Linked DNA regions of Mus musculus: region 2 is linked to region 1. The links are chromatin contacts, called in public Hi-C maps. All regions are on one chromosome and are shown on one strand. Each heading gives the region's core, a stretch centred on a gene start, on an enhancer-like site or on the middle of the called end of the contact. The rest is flanking DNA. Distances are from core to core; before and after follow the strand shown.

Region 1 (6,810 bases), core at 3,008-5,507:
GGATGGGAGCAGGGGCTTAAATCTCTGCTCCTCCTGAGGGCTTCTAATGTTCTTCCAGACGTCCAGCCAGCGACAGCGGATGTTTCTCTGTAGAGCAGTATTATTGATGCGCCAATGCCCAGGCTACGTCTGAAGAGTTGGGGGAAGATTAGCTGCTTCAGGTTCACATCAGAAACAGTAACACATTCGCTCCTTGTCTCTCCCCTCTGGGCAGTTTTTGCTTTGGCCAAGCAACTGAGTGTGCTTTAAGGATGTTACCTGAGTTTGTCCCCTGGATTTTCTTTCTTTTTTTTTTTTTCTTTCTTTCTCTTCTTTCTTTCCCCTTTCTAATTATTTGTTCTCCCCCCCCCCCAAAAGAGTCTTAGTTATGGCTCCTCTCACTAGGGGGCATGGTAAGAGAGCCCAGAGGTGGAAAGCCTCCAGAACTTTCTGGAATGCACGTGTGGAAGATGTCTCTGTCTTCTTACACTGTCTGAAGACTTCGAATGTAGCTTAGTGGAGTCCATATTGAGCTCTTCTTCTTTTGTAGTCGATACAAACTCCCTGCCTCCCCCCCACCTTCCCTCTCTCCCTCTGTCTCCCCTGTCATCTTCATCATTTTTTTCTTTGATGAGCCACTAACTTGGATTCTAATCAGTTGTTTAAAAAAAAAAAATCTCAGTCAAACCACATATAAAAAGGTCAAGTTTAAATATCAGATGGAGGGTGGAGGAGGGTGGGGGCAGACCTGGTAGCTTGAGTGCTGCATGTGTTCTAAGGAGAGGTAGGAACTAGAAGGTGACAGTCAGCCTTGTAAAGACCAGGCACATCTAGGCGACAGAGGGGAGGCTGCTCTCTCCAAGGCTTTCTGGTGGTATATATAAGAGTTTGCCGTGTTAGTTCCCTACCATTGAAGGTAAGCCTTTCCCTGGGTGTCTGCAGGGCAGTGATGGACAGAAAACAGGTTGGGGTTCAGAGGGAAGGGATGGCAGTCTCTTCTCAGACCTTTCTTAGGGAGTGTGAGCCGAGCCCTTGACTGCAGCTGCCTGTCCAGAGTCACCTCCTGAGCATGTACCATTTTGGTACTTTTGACCCTTGTCAGTTGCATAAAATTTCCGATCATGTGTACACTGGGCGGGCTCTCAGACGACAGGGCCATTTAGAACAAGGCTGGACTCTGGCCCTAGAGGGCCCCCACCTCAGTAGAGATGCAGCTGCGATACTGTCTTGTGGAGGGCTAGCTATGACCCAGGATTCCATGTGATACAGGGTCTTGGAAAAGGAAGATGTTTCTAGAAAGGGTAAGAGGTGGGTTAGGCGGTTCTGACAGACAGGTAGGATAGTGATAAGAGGGGCCTGGGAGGGGACGAGAGCTCGTTACTGAAATCTCTTACAGTATAGTTAGCTGTGCTGCAGTGTGGCCATTGATATTAACATTAATAGCAATGAAAAATTCAGTTTCTTGCTGTGTAGACAGCAAGGTACCCCATAGCCCACTTCCTACCATGGCAGGAAGTTTTGCTCCGAGATCATGTAGGTGAATACTTGGCCCACTTTAGGTTTCTACCAGAGGCCTGGTATTATGGACATTTCCGATTCTGGCAGTAGGTTGGGGTCTGGACTTTCAGATCCTGTTGTATACAAAGGGTGATGTGGACTTAGCTCATTTGTTGGATCCTGAAAGAGGGGGCGCATTGAGATCATTCACGGGGCCACAGTCCATAAATGTACCTAGCTGTTCTTATTCCACCATCACAGACTATCCAAACACAGCAGGAGGATTTTGTTTCACCAGCCACTAGCACCTTGCAGGGTTTGTTCTCTGTACCATGGCTTCGAGGCTGACTTCTGACTGTCTTCCTCTACCTTCCCTACAGTGGGCGGTGAGATCCCCCTCGACATGCGCCTCGGGGGCGGGCAGCTGGTGTCGGAGGAGCTGATGAACCTGGGCGAGAGCTTCATCCAGACCAACGACCCATCGCTGAAGCTCTTCCAATGTGCCGTCTGCAACAAGTTCACGACGGACAACCTGGACATGCTGGGGCTGCACATGAACGTGGAGCGCAGCCTCTCGGAGGACGAGTGGAAGGCCGTGATGGGGGACTCTTACCAGTGCAAGCTCTGCCGCTACAACACGCAGCTCAAGGCCAACTTCCAGCTGCACTGCAAGACGGACAAGCACGTGCAGAAGTACCAGCTGGTGGCCCACATCAAGGAGGGTGGCAAGGCCAATGAGTGGAGGCTCAAGTGTGTGGCCATCGGCAACCCTGTGCACCTGAAGTGCAACGCTTGTGACTACTACACCAATAGCCTGGAGAAGCTGCGGCTGCACACAGTCAACTCCAGGCACGAGGCCAGCCTGAAGCTGTACAAGGTGAGGTCGACCTCATGAGACCCAGGGACGGTCTCTCCACAGGGCAAACTAACTCTAAAGGTTTTGCATCCAGTGCCCAGTGAAGCCTGAGATTGTGTCGATGGCTTCCTCTGGTGGCTGAAGGTTTGGGGTGTCTCATTTCAGGGGGCAGGTTAATTTCCAGCAGCCCACTACTGTGTGGCTCCCTTCTTTGGTGCTGGTCTCTGCAGTAGTCTGTTGAATCTCCCTCAGCTGTTGCGGACCAGCCTCCCTTTCTATCCTTTGGTCTATCTTTTATTTCTTCACTCCTCTGTGCTCCCAGAGTGCGCCATTCATGCGTGCATTTTGTTTATCCATCTCGCTGTATGCTAAACACCTTATGTATACTGACCACTTATTGTTCTGGAAGTATATCAGTGCACATAAGATAGCCCAATACAAACCCGTGCTCACACACACACATACACATATATACATATATATGTATATACACACACACATACATATGTGTATATGCACATACATATAAATACATGTATACATGTTTATACAGATATGCACACATGTATGTACTCACATCCAGATGCCTGCCCTCACAGCGTTTTCATTCTTTAGGGGAGAAGATAAGTTGCAGATCCCATGGCTAAATTTTGTGGTGGAAGGCAGTAAATGCTATGGAGAGAAAGAGCTCCTTGGTTCTTTCTTCAAGTTTCTGCATTTTGCATCCATGTTCTCTGCTTCCTCTCCTTTTAGCCTCTTTCATTCCTTCCTTCCCTTCCCTCCCTTCCCCTCCCCTTCCCTCCCTCCCCTCCCCTTTTCTCTCCCAACCCCTCAGTCTCTGGCTGAGCAGTGTAGACCGTCAAGGAGGAGGGGCTGCAGATACTGTAAATAGTCCTTTTACTTGCACGGCAGGATTGCTCCAGACGTTCCTATTGATTTTCGCTGGACTTAAAGCCTCACCTTTCCCTCTAATCATCCCATAATGGCTTTAGTATGAACAATCAGGTACAAATCGCCATAAATCTCCCCAGCCCCGGTCCACACACCCTCCACTCCCTCACCTCTCTCCATCCTCTCCAGTTTCCTCCTCAGCCCCTTCTCTTTCCTCTGACGGATTCTCATTCCTGGGCTAGCAAGTGGTCAGTCAGTTCCTGCCGACTGTGGACTCTGAGCTGGCACAGTCTCCCGTGTCCCTCTTGCGATTGTCAGCGGAGACCCCACACGAGGGAGACTCCTTGGCTCTCCCTGGTCTCCGCTGGGTTGATGTTTACGATTGGTCTTGCCTTAGCGCATCCTCAGGGAGCACTGTGTATAAGGAACAGTTTTAGAGAAAGGCAGTAGGGATATTGTGTTCTAGAAGTGACAGCTGACACCAGGTCCAGTGGACCAGGATTGGTTGGTATACTGAGTCTAAGCCAGATCCTCTATTCTGTGCATACGAATTCCTCACCGGACTGGCTTGATTTCGTGCCACAGTAGAAAGAATGCTCTTGGCAGTCAGGTTCAGTTGCAGGTATGACCTGAGTGGTGCTGACATGGCCAAGACAACCAGGTGGGAAAAGCCAGAGGGAGCCAGCATTTCTGAAGGACCTGGCAGTTAAGTTTGCACAAGGGAATCCTCCTGGCCACTGAAGGTCATATGTCACCTTATGAAGGGTCGCATAGACATGGACTGAAGCTGGGCTCTTCTCTCTTAAGAAATGGATCTCCCCTTAGATTGTAAAATGCACACGCTGACCACTAAGCCCTCATGCCACATCTTCCATGTGGTCCAGGGCTCCACTAAAGCCAAGCTCTTGGATTTGCTTCTGAAGGGTCAGGAAACACAGGGTTTACTGAGAACTCCTCACCCCCACTCCCCCAGCCCCACCCCATATCATGTCCATGGATCACACCCGAAAAGTCAACAGTGAGGCATTTTCTGAGGAACAGGTGTGAAGGAAACATTTTCTGCCCTATCTGCGCTGGTCACTCATGTAACTGGGCCATACTTACCTTATTTATTCTGTCGGCTTTTTGTTTGTTTGTTAGCTCAGGACAGAGCGATCGTGCTCCTGTTCAAAGCCACAAGTAGAAGAGCCCAAGATACTGAGGCAGAGGCTGGCCAGTTGGGACCAGCAGCTCTTTGGCTGGTGGCTCTCTGGAGTGATCAGCCTTGGTGTTTCAGAAGAGCTGCCCCAGGGTCAGGAAGCAAAGGTCTTTAGAGTCTGGTCTTATTAGTCCTTGGAGAATGAATGCCCTTCTGCTCGCCGAGGCTCTTTTGAGAGGCAGGGAGCTCTGCCACCCACCTTTGGATGACACAGATTATGAGTCCAGACCTTACTCCGGAGCCCTTGCCTTCCCTCCATGAGACTAAGATAAAGAGGGAGGGTTCCCTTCTCCTTGGTTTTCTTCAGAGCCTGGATTCGGGTGGGGTTTGGAGGTGGTTGGCGGGGGCCCTGGTGTGTCCCGTAGTAATGGAGATTGACTGCGTGCTACTTTTCCTCCTGCTAATGTAATCCATTAGCCCGGCACATGCATAATCAGTTTAGAGCACAGTTAACTGGATGTAATCAAGTTCTTTACTGTCTGCTAGAGAAACCGCTCCAGAAGCAGCTGACCTAGGGAGAGCACTCAGTCTGCCCAGCTCACCCCATCCTGCCCTGACCCACCCCTCCCCCTTCTTCTGCCCCACTTCCTGGCAAATTGTTCATGCTCAGCCTGGGCAAACTAAAAGTTTTTTTTTTGTTGTTTTTTTTGTTTTTTTAACTTTGTGTTTTGCTTTGTTGAGACAGTATCTTTTTTTTTTGAGACAGTGTAGCTTTTTGGGTCTCAGACCGGTCAGAACAGTCTTCAACTCACCGAGTAGTTGAAGAGGATCTTAAACTTCTAGTCTTCCTTTCCTGCCTCCACCTCCCATGTTGCACACGGTACAAGTGCACACCTTCACACAAAGTTTCATGAGGGACTGAACATTGGTCGTCATGCTAGGCTCCATTGGACATCAGGGTTGGCTCCACCAACTAGGCCGCATTCCTAGCAGCTGGAGTTAGCCGTCCTTTGCCGTAGTAGCTGGACTGCCTGCAGTTTGACCTCACAGTGGATCTCCAGTGTTCGTTCTTCCAACCAAGCCTTGCCATCTTCCCATCTTCCCTGTATGTTGGAGGTGACAGATCACGGGATCAGGAGTGTCACAGGCAGGCTTTGTCCTGTGGTCACTTCCCTGGGTGTCATGGGGGTTGATGTAGGTGCGGCAACCCTAATCTGAAAAAATCCCCAATCAGAAAGTTGAGCCAAAACATGTGGGTACTGCCAAAATGGCACCGAGTTCCCTCGGGCAGCGTAACTAAATCTGATGAATTTGTGTTTAGATCTCAGACCCAATCTAAACATAGGTCATAAGGTAAATAAAGATATTCCAGAATCAGGGGTAAAAAAATCCCCCAAGTACAAGCCATCTGGGTCCCAAGATTTCTGTGCTGCTGTGTTAGGACTGGCCTTTCTAAAATGTGGGACAACACAGAGGTTAAGCTAATCTGAAAAAAAACATATTTTCTCCTAGAATTCCCTATTCTGCTTTATTTTTTTAATTTAAAACACTTATTGTGTGTGTATTCATGTATGCATGTGTGTGTTTCTGTGTGTGTATGTGTGTGTGTGTGTCTGTCTGTGTCTGTCTGTGTGTGTTTGTGTGTGTACAATTTGAGTGTGTTCATTTTCTTCTTCTACCATATGGGTTCCAGAAATCAAATTTAGGTTGGCAGACTTACTGACAATCACCTCTACCCACTGAGCCATCTCAGCTCCAGTGATGATTTTTTAAAATGAGTTTTGTATGTAATCGTAGTGAGGCAGGGGACCTGGAGAGGCCACGATATCAGATAGAAGCTCCTTTTTCCTTCCCCTGGATTCATGGGTGGCTCCTGCAAAATGTTCATGACTTCTGTTTTAGCCAGCGGCCGCCTTTGGCTATGGGTCTGAATGACTGTGGTAGGCCACCCTGACCACCTGGTCTCTGCCTTTAGTGCCGGATCGTTTCCTAAGCCGTCATGGAAGTGCAGTGTGGAACAGGCTGAGCTCCAAAACCCATTCACGCCTTTCCCTGCTTTCCTGGGTAAACACACCCGCCTCCTCCCACCTTCCCATGTCCCCCACTCAGGAGATGTGAGGTGCCAGTGGCTTGTCCTAACACCAGGAGCAGCTCCTACTGACAAATACTTGTCTCTGGGAGCGAGCGGATTCTGAGTCCATGGGCGAGCCATGGCGAGCCTGGGCTTATCCTGCCTTCATGATTGTAGGTTGTCAATGATGAGCTCTGGGAAGTACTTGATCTTTTCTGCCTGGGGAAGAGGGAAGGGGAAGGGAAGGTAGTTGGAGTCCAAGCATACCTGCCCACTCAGAGAGTCCCCTGTGCCAGGAAAGCATACCTTTTCAAACAGATTTAGACCCCACCAGAACCCGTTACTCAAACTGTTCCCAGCTGAAGTGTCTTTGATTGG
Region 2 (6,994 bases), core at 2,465-4,964, 480 kb after region 1:
AGACTCTGACTCAGTGCTCCAAAATCTCTCCACCCAGCTCACTAAATTCCTACTGGCGGGTCTTTACCATGCCAGTCCCATGCTTCAAAACCCCACAGCCTTTGTGGTGCACATCTGGCAAACCCACGCTTTGCCTCCGCAGAAAACCCAACACAAACTTAGTTCAGAAAAAACGGAAACTCATTTGCTGGGTGCAACAACTAAAATCCTAATCTTGTAATCCTTACTGAATCTAAATCCTCCGGTGGCTAATCCCGACGGATCTGCCATTGAAACCGGGAGACACTCATAATTACAACTTGTCCTCATGCTATCCTCGTCCAAAAGGATCTCTCTCTCTCCCTCTCCCTCTCCCTCTCCCTCTCCCTCTCCCTCTCCCTCTCCCTCTCCCTCTCCCTCTCCCTCTCCCTCTCCCTCTCCCTCTCCCTCTCCCTCTCCCTCTCCCTCTCCCTCTCCCTCTCCCTCTCCCTCTCCCTCTCCCTCTCCCTCTCCTTCCCTCCCTCCCTCCCCCTCTCTCTCTCCCTCTCTCTCTTCCTCTCTCCCTCTTTTCCTCTCTTCCTCCATCCAACCCAGAAGTCCCGCCTACTCAGTGATTGGCTCCTTTATTCATTAGAAGATTGGTTCGCAAGAACAGCACCAGGCCCAGCCGCAACAACTGATTATTAGGAGAAAATTAGTAAACATGATTATATGGAAGGTAGAGTCCTTTATCAGTATATCAGTCCAGTAGTGGTTGTGGTATTTAGAGCACAATAGTCTCTGGATGACAGTGGATATAGAACCAGAGAAAGGAGCGGAGGATGGAGGGGGGATGATCAAAGTATAGCTGTAGGCTAGAAATGATAACCTTGGTGGTACCCAGAAGTGTAAGCATCATCTAGAAACCTTGGAAAGGATGATTCGGGAGTGTGAGACTCTTTTCAAAATGCCCAGAGTCAAGGGCAGTGAACTATCGAGGGACACATCAGAGTTGGAAGAAACTGTTTAGTCATTCCGGTTGTACAACCCCCATCCTCTAATGATTGTCCTCTAATGGCACAAACGTGGCCGCTCTTAGGATGCTGCAGATGTGGGCAGAGTTTCAGCGAACTGCAGCAGCCATGGTTTGCTCGCACATCACTGTAGGCTAGCCTAGAGCTCTGGCGGGACTCAGCCAAGTGATCATTCCCGGCCCCTCTGTATTAATAGGGAACTAAAAGATTCCAGAAGACGGAGTGTAAAATGATGTGAATTTTAGACAATGAAATCATCTGAAAGAACACCGATTCTCTCTCATTACACACCATGATTGGAAAGGAAGTTATTCCCACATCAGCCTTTTTTAAAAGATGGGAACCTCTGCCCTCTCAGTCATCATTGGGGCTAGAAAGCTGTCACTTCCCGTGACATAGGATCGTCATACAGAGCAGTGATAACTAAGGCATCTACTGTTAGACGCTGCCATGTTTACAAATGAGTTCACAGGTTCAGAGGTGAAAAAGCTGCTAAGCTGCCTTGATGCTTTATTCAAGGTGTGTGTGTGTGTATGCATGTGTGTGTGTTCTACACACATCCCTGCTGTGAGCTTGCCCTACTCATTTAAACAGTAGATAGGGGACTATTTGTAGAAAATATAAAAGAAAAAACTTAAACATAATTAGGAAGATATAATTATGTATATTTTATATTTAAAGAAGCTCAATCTATTGCCCTGCTTTTTGTACCCTCTTAATGGGTTCTTTTACATCCATATTATTTTCTACTTCACAGGTTCCCCAATCTCTTCCTCCAACTTCCTGTCTCATGCATTCATTTAACTCTTCCTAGGATGGCCCTGTCCTCTGCAGTATATAGCCACAAATAGCCTCCAATGTGCAGGGATGAACTGTAGACCAGAAGGGTTTGCTTTTAAGCTGAATATTTCTTTCTGCAGACCTAACAGTTTAAAGATACTGTTTCATGATTTAGTGTGTGTGTGTGTGTGTGTGTGTGTGTGTGTGTGTATCCACTCATTCATTTTGTAGGATGTTTAATCTATACTTTACACTTTAATTTCTAGACATAATCACTACTAATCTGCCCCCCCCCAATTCTGTGTAATCTTTGTACTTTTTAAAAATCACCAGTTTGTGGATGTCCTATGGTGAAATGACTCTTAAAGAACTATCTCAGAATATTAAGAAGATAGGTGCATCTATATTTTCACTAGCCATAGTTTGCACTTTTCTGTGTCCGAAAGATTATAGTTCCAAGCAAGGATCCTAAAAGGTGCACCCCTGCACCCCTCAAACAGCTGCTCAGTCACAGGAGCACGGCAGAATTTGTTAAATTTCTGAGAGAAACACAGCGACACCTGTTGGGCGTGACCTAAACTACAGCCGTGGGAAAAGGCTTTCAGCCTACAAGAGCCATAAGAAACAGAGGACCCTGGGTAAAATTGTGGATTATCTTCCCTGGACAATTGAAAAATCTTTTTGTATCAAGGTATGATGTTGATCAAGCTCAACACATTACTCAGTGTTTGATAAGGAATTATTAAAGAAAATTAAATTTGTATGAAACACATCTTTTAATGAGATACACGTTTCTCACAATGGATGCCTCTGTAGATGAATTTTCCTGAACCAAATTGATTTTATTTGCTCATCTTCCTGTTTAAATGGCTTTTCCCTTTGGTTGATTGCTTGGCTTTTGTTTTTGAGGTGAATTTAACTACATAGAACAGGCTTGTTTGGAACGCCCTGTGGAACCCAAGTTAACCTTGAACTCGTGGTGTGCTTGCCTCAGTTTCTCAAGTACCAGGATTGCAGGCATCCACCACTTCAACCAATGGGAAGTGTGTGTGTGTGTGTGTGTGTGTGTGTGTCTGTGTGTGTGTATGTGTGTGTCTGTGTGTGTGTATGTGTGTGTGTCTGTGTGTGTATGTGTGTGTCTGTGTGTGTGTCTCTGTGTGTGTGTGTGTGTATGTGTGTGTGTGTGTGTATGTGTGTGTGTATGTGTGTATGTGTGTGTGCGAGTGTGTGTGTACATGCTTACTGATAAAATTGCTGAAACCTGTTGGTAAGCCATGCAAGTGGATAGAAATAAGAAAAGATTTATCAAAAGCATTACCATAATTCTTTTAAGTCCACTTTTGAATTACACACCAAAGAGATAGGCAAAGAACTATAAAGCTGCTTTTCTTATAGGATTTATTGTCTAGACCCGTGCCTGTCAGGAGTCATTAGTCACATGTGGCTATTGGAACTTAACTGAATTAAAATGAAATAAAGCATAAAAGTCCATTCCTTCCTTCTATTAGCCGTGTTGAGCTAATGGCTACGATGTTGAAATGTTGAGTGCAGACAGACACATCCGTCTTTGCAGGAGGTTCTGTAGGACAATGTTGATCATCTGTACAGTGAAGTCATCTTCCTTGGCAATTACTATTTTACGTACTGCAGTGTACTAAATAGGTACTATTTTCTATGCTGGGGTAAATATAGCGTGGTGTTTTTTAACTCCCTCCTCTCTCTCTCTCTCTCTCTCTCTCTCTCTCTCTCTCTCTGTGTGTGTGTGTGTGTGTGTGTGTGTGTGTGTGTGTGTGTACATATGCACCCCTGTATCTGAGTGTGATTGTGCACAAGCCATACCCTGAAAGCAGAGGTCAGATGCCAAGCTTGGGTGTTAGTGCTTATCCTTCACCTTGTTTGAGACAGGATCTCCCATTGGTCGCTGCTGTGTAGAGTTTGTGACAGGATCTCCCATTGGTCACTGTGTATAGTTTGAGACGGGATCTCCCATTGGTCACTGCTGTGTATAGTTTGTGACAGGATCTCCCATTGGTCACTGCTGTGTAGAGCAGGCCAGCTGGCCTGTAGTTTCTAATGATTCTCATAAGGGTACAAGGATTAGAGTCAGGTGGCTATATGTAGGTTCAGGAGCTCTGAACCAAGTTCTTGAATTTATACAGGTGATCTAACCACTGAGTCATATCCCCAGACCTGTTTTTTTTTTTTTCATCTTAATAGCCATATTATCATACCTGAAAATTCAGTTGTTTGCCTGTTTTTGCTCACCTTTATGTTTTAAGTTTTTATTTATTGATTTATGTAGCTCTGTTCATTTTACTCTGGAAGGAATACCCACTGTACAAATATACTGTTATCCGTTTTCTCACAGGGATAGATTTTTCCATTGTTGTTTTTACAGTAATGATGCTCAGAAATTCCTGCTATTACCTCCCCAACCCCATGTGCAAATGTCTGTAGGATATAAACACAACTATTGAATGTCTAGGCTATAGGATATTTCCATCTTATTCAGTAGATAATATCAAATTGTGTTTAAAAGTGACTAGACTATTCTACACTCAGATTGTCAGCATTTATGAGTTTTGAGTTAATCATGTATTATTTTTTAAATAAAGTTGGCTATACCCAGCAGAAACAAACAGAAGTATGGTAATAGCTCACAAAAGAAATACCTTTATGTAGCTAAAATGTAGAGAGTCAGCGTAGAGAGTAAGGGGTTGGGGGGGATCCTGATCTTGGCGCTTTTTTCTCGCACTTTCTCGATGTGTGGTCTGTCGCTTCCTTGTCTAGGGAAGCTGTTTAGTTTCCAGCCTTTGTGTTTGCATTTAGTCACTGAGGGGGAAGAAGAGAGAAACAGCCTTATATTCTTCTTCTTGACAATAAGGACATTTCCTAGAACTTGAGAATTGATGTATGCTTGTAATCTGTTAGCTAGATCTTCATCAAACGGGCACAGCTTCGGAAGCAGTTCAACAGCAGCTAGCTGTCTGCCCAGGCAACACTCAGTGCGCTTGCGTGGTTGCTTGGTTGATTGGTTGGCTGGTGTTTCGTTTTGTTTTGCCTAGTACAGAAGTTCAGAAAGATCGGGGAACAGAAACCACACCTTTCCTCTCTGCGCTTTCCTCTCTTTGTCCTGCCTGATCTTCTTCTTGCTCCTCGTAGTCATGTTAGGTCTCTGGAGGGGACGGGGAGGTGTCAGAAAGCTGATTCCGCATTCCTTCTCAGCAGAAGGCCCCTGATAAGGTGTTGTCCTCGCGTGGGTATGATGCTAGGTCTAGCATCTACTCTGATCTCACCAGAGGCTGAGTTACTGTTTTCCTATCAATAGGCACTGTATGGGAGTAGATGGTTTGAGGCTTTCTCGCCAACTTTCCCTCCATTCATTTTTGCAACCGTAAATGACTAGCCTACTTCACCACTCTTATTTTGCTACTCAATATTTTATTGTTGAAGATCTTTTCTACCCCATTCTGTTTGTTTATGTATGTTCATAAATAACTAATTTTATTTTTTATTTTTTAATTAAATGTATTTATTCCCTTTTTATTTTATACATTTTAATCTTTTAATATCGTTTTTTGATGTTCAAATGGCCCTAGATCTTTCAAGGGGGTTTCCTTTAGCTGTGTCTTTTAGATATAACTCAGCATGCTTTAAACATTTCCTTAGTTGCTGAGGTAATACATTCAGCAGTTGAGGGGGACAGACAGGTAGACCTCTGTGAGTTCAAGGCCAGCCTGGTTTATATAGGGAGACCCTGTCTGAAACAAGGAAGGGAATGGAATGGAATGAATGAATGAATGAATGAATCTAAGTTCATCTTGTACCTTCCTACACTAGTCTAAAATTAGCTTTTTCTCCATGAAATGTAATTGCTTACGGTGGACAGTGGGGTTTTGAAACCAAACTCTGCACACATGGTGTTCCTTGGAGTTGCTGTAGCATTGAATCTGACTCATTTTGAAATTTCTAAACATATCTACAGACATATTAATATATGTATTGGTCCAACTATCAAGAGTGTACTGATCACAATAACTGCAATTCTGTTTTGATATCATAAGTTAAACTCTAGTTTCCTTGCTTGCTTGTGGTATACAAACCCTTTCCTCTCATGCTGAGCCATGCACCACCTGGATTCTTAGTATATTTGCCGTTTGCACAACTCTGGATCTTATAATCTCAAATTACTAAATCATAGTGTGGCCCCCAAATCCCTACTAACAAGAATTTGAAACATTGGAACTGTTTCATAAACAGTTGTTTCATTTCATTGTGAATGACCTGTTTCTTCTAGTACTGGTCAGGTCCTGTCTTTGTGCGTGGTGTTCCTCAGGTCTGCCTAATGGAGTATGTGTGCAGATTTGGTTGTATTTATGCTATGTACCATCCTGACTCTAAGATTCACATGCACATTTGTAGATATTGTTCAGTAATTACTTCCTGAGTGTTGCCTTTGATTTTCTTATCAATTCTAACACTTTAAGTACATATCTATTAGACCCCATTCTCTCCTTCAAATATCAATTTATTTCTGTACTTTCACTATTTATGCCTTTCTAGGCTTCATTCTGAATGATTTTCTTTCAGTTTTATCTCCCAGTCATCAATTCTTTCTTCATCTGTGTCACATCTGATGTTGTACCTGTCTCTCAAACTTTACAAGTAATTCTTTTTAAAAAGTGTGTTTATTTACTACTGTTGTATATGTGTTTGCGTATGTCTGATGTGTTTGTAGACCTGGGCCTGTGTGCCGTGGTCTACCAGTAGAAGTCAGAGGCAAACAACAGAGGAATTTGTTCTCATCTTCCACCTTTACGTGGGTCCTAGAAACTAAACTCACTTTACAATTTGCACGGCAAATGCCTGTACTGGCTGAGTTATCTCACTAGACCCTAGGTTTTATTTCTAATTATATTGATTTATATTGGTAGGTACATAAAAGCACAAAGGTTATACATAGTAATGGCCGGCACTTATGCTTTGGCCCTGAGGTTAAACATATCACCTGAAACATCACAGTTTTGTGGTAAAAAACAATTGAACTCTCTTTCCCAGATAGATAGCCCAGCGTGCTATCTTTGGGAGCCCTATGTTCAGAGCACACTCGGGCTTCTTAGACCTGTCCAACTGAATCTCACTACCCACGGGTTGCCCTCATCTAAAATGCAATCCTAATGATTATTTTTAAAAGTCAGAGGTTGTGTTTCTGTCGTCTATTA

Evidence for each region. A called contact is a pair of places that touch in the nucleus more often than the background predicts.
Region 2: a contact with region 1 is called in a Hi-C map of the N1E-115 cell line, with 3 times the contacts expected there. The contact joins two enhancer-like sites. A contact is called at or near these places in 1 of 484 Hi-C or Micro-C datasets (the N1E-115 cell line), 1 of 115 datasets of contacts at active chromatin or transcription factors (astrocytes) and 1 of 9 other capture datasets (embryonic tail).

Annotation. Positions count from the first base shown.
Region 1 is chr8:108,798,339-108,805,148 of GRCm38.p6, forward strand. It overlaps Zfhx3 (zinc finger homeobox 3), which reads left to right. Exons shown (of 10, transcript NM_007496.2): 3 at 1,857-2,353. Among named protein-coding and RNA genes, the nearest start is that of Zfhx3, 87 kb to the left of the region's middle. Within about 2 kb of position 4,258, at least 9 of the 459 cell types and tissues checked have an H3K27ac peak or open chromatin away from gene starts, as enhancers often do. A contact at or near this core is called in the N1E-115 cell line, where this site is marked.
Region 2 is chr8:109,277,002-109,283,995 of GRCm38.p6, forward strand. No RefSeq gene overlaps it. Among named protein-coding and RNA genes, the nearest start is that of 4922502B01Rik, 31 kb to the left of the region's middle. Within about 2 kb of position 3,715, at least 7 of the 459 cell types and tissues checked have an H3K27ac peak or open chromatin away from gene starts, as enhancers often do. A contact at or near this core is called in the N1E-115 cell line, where this site is marked.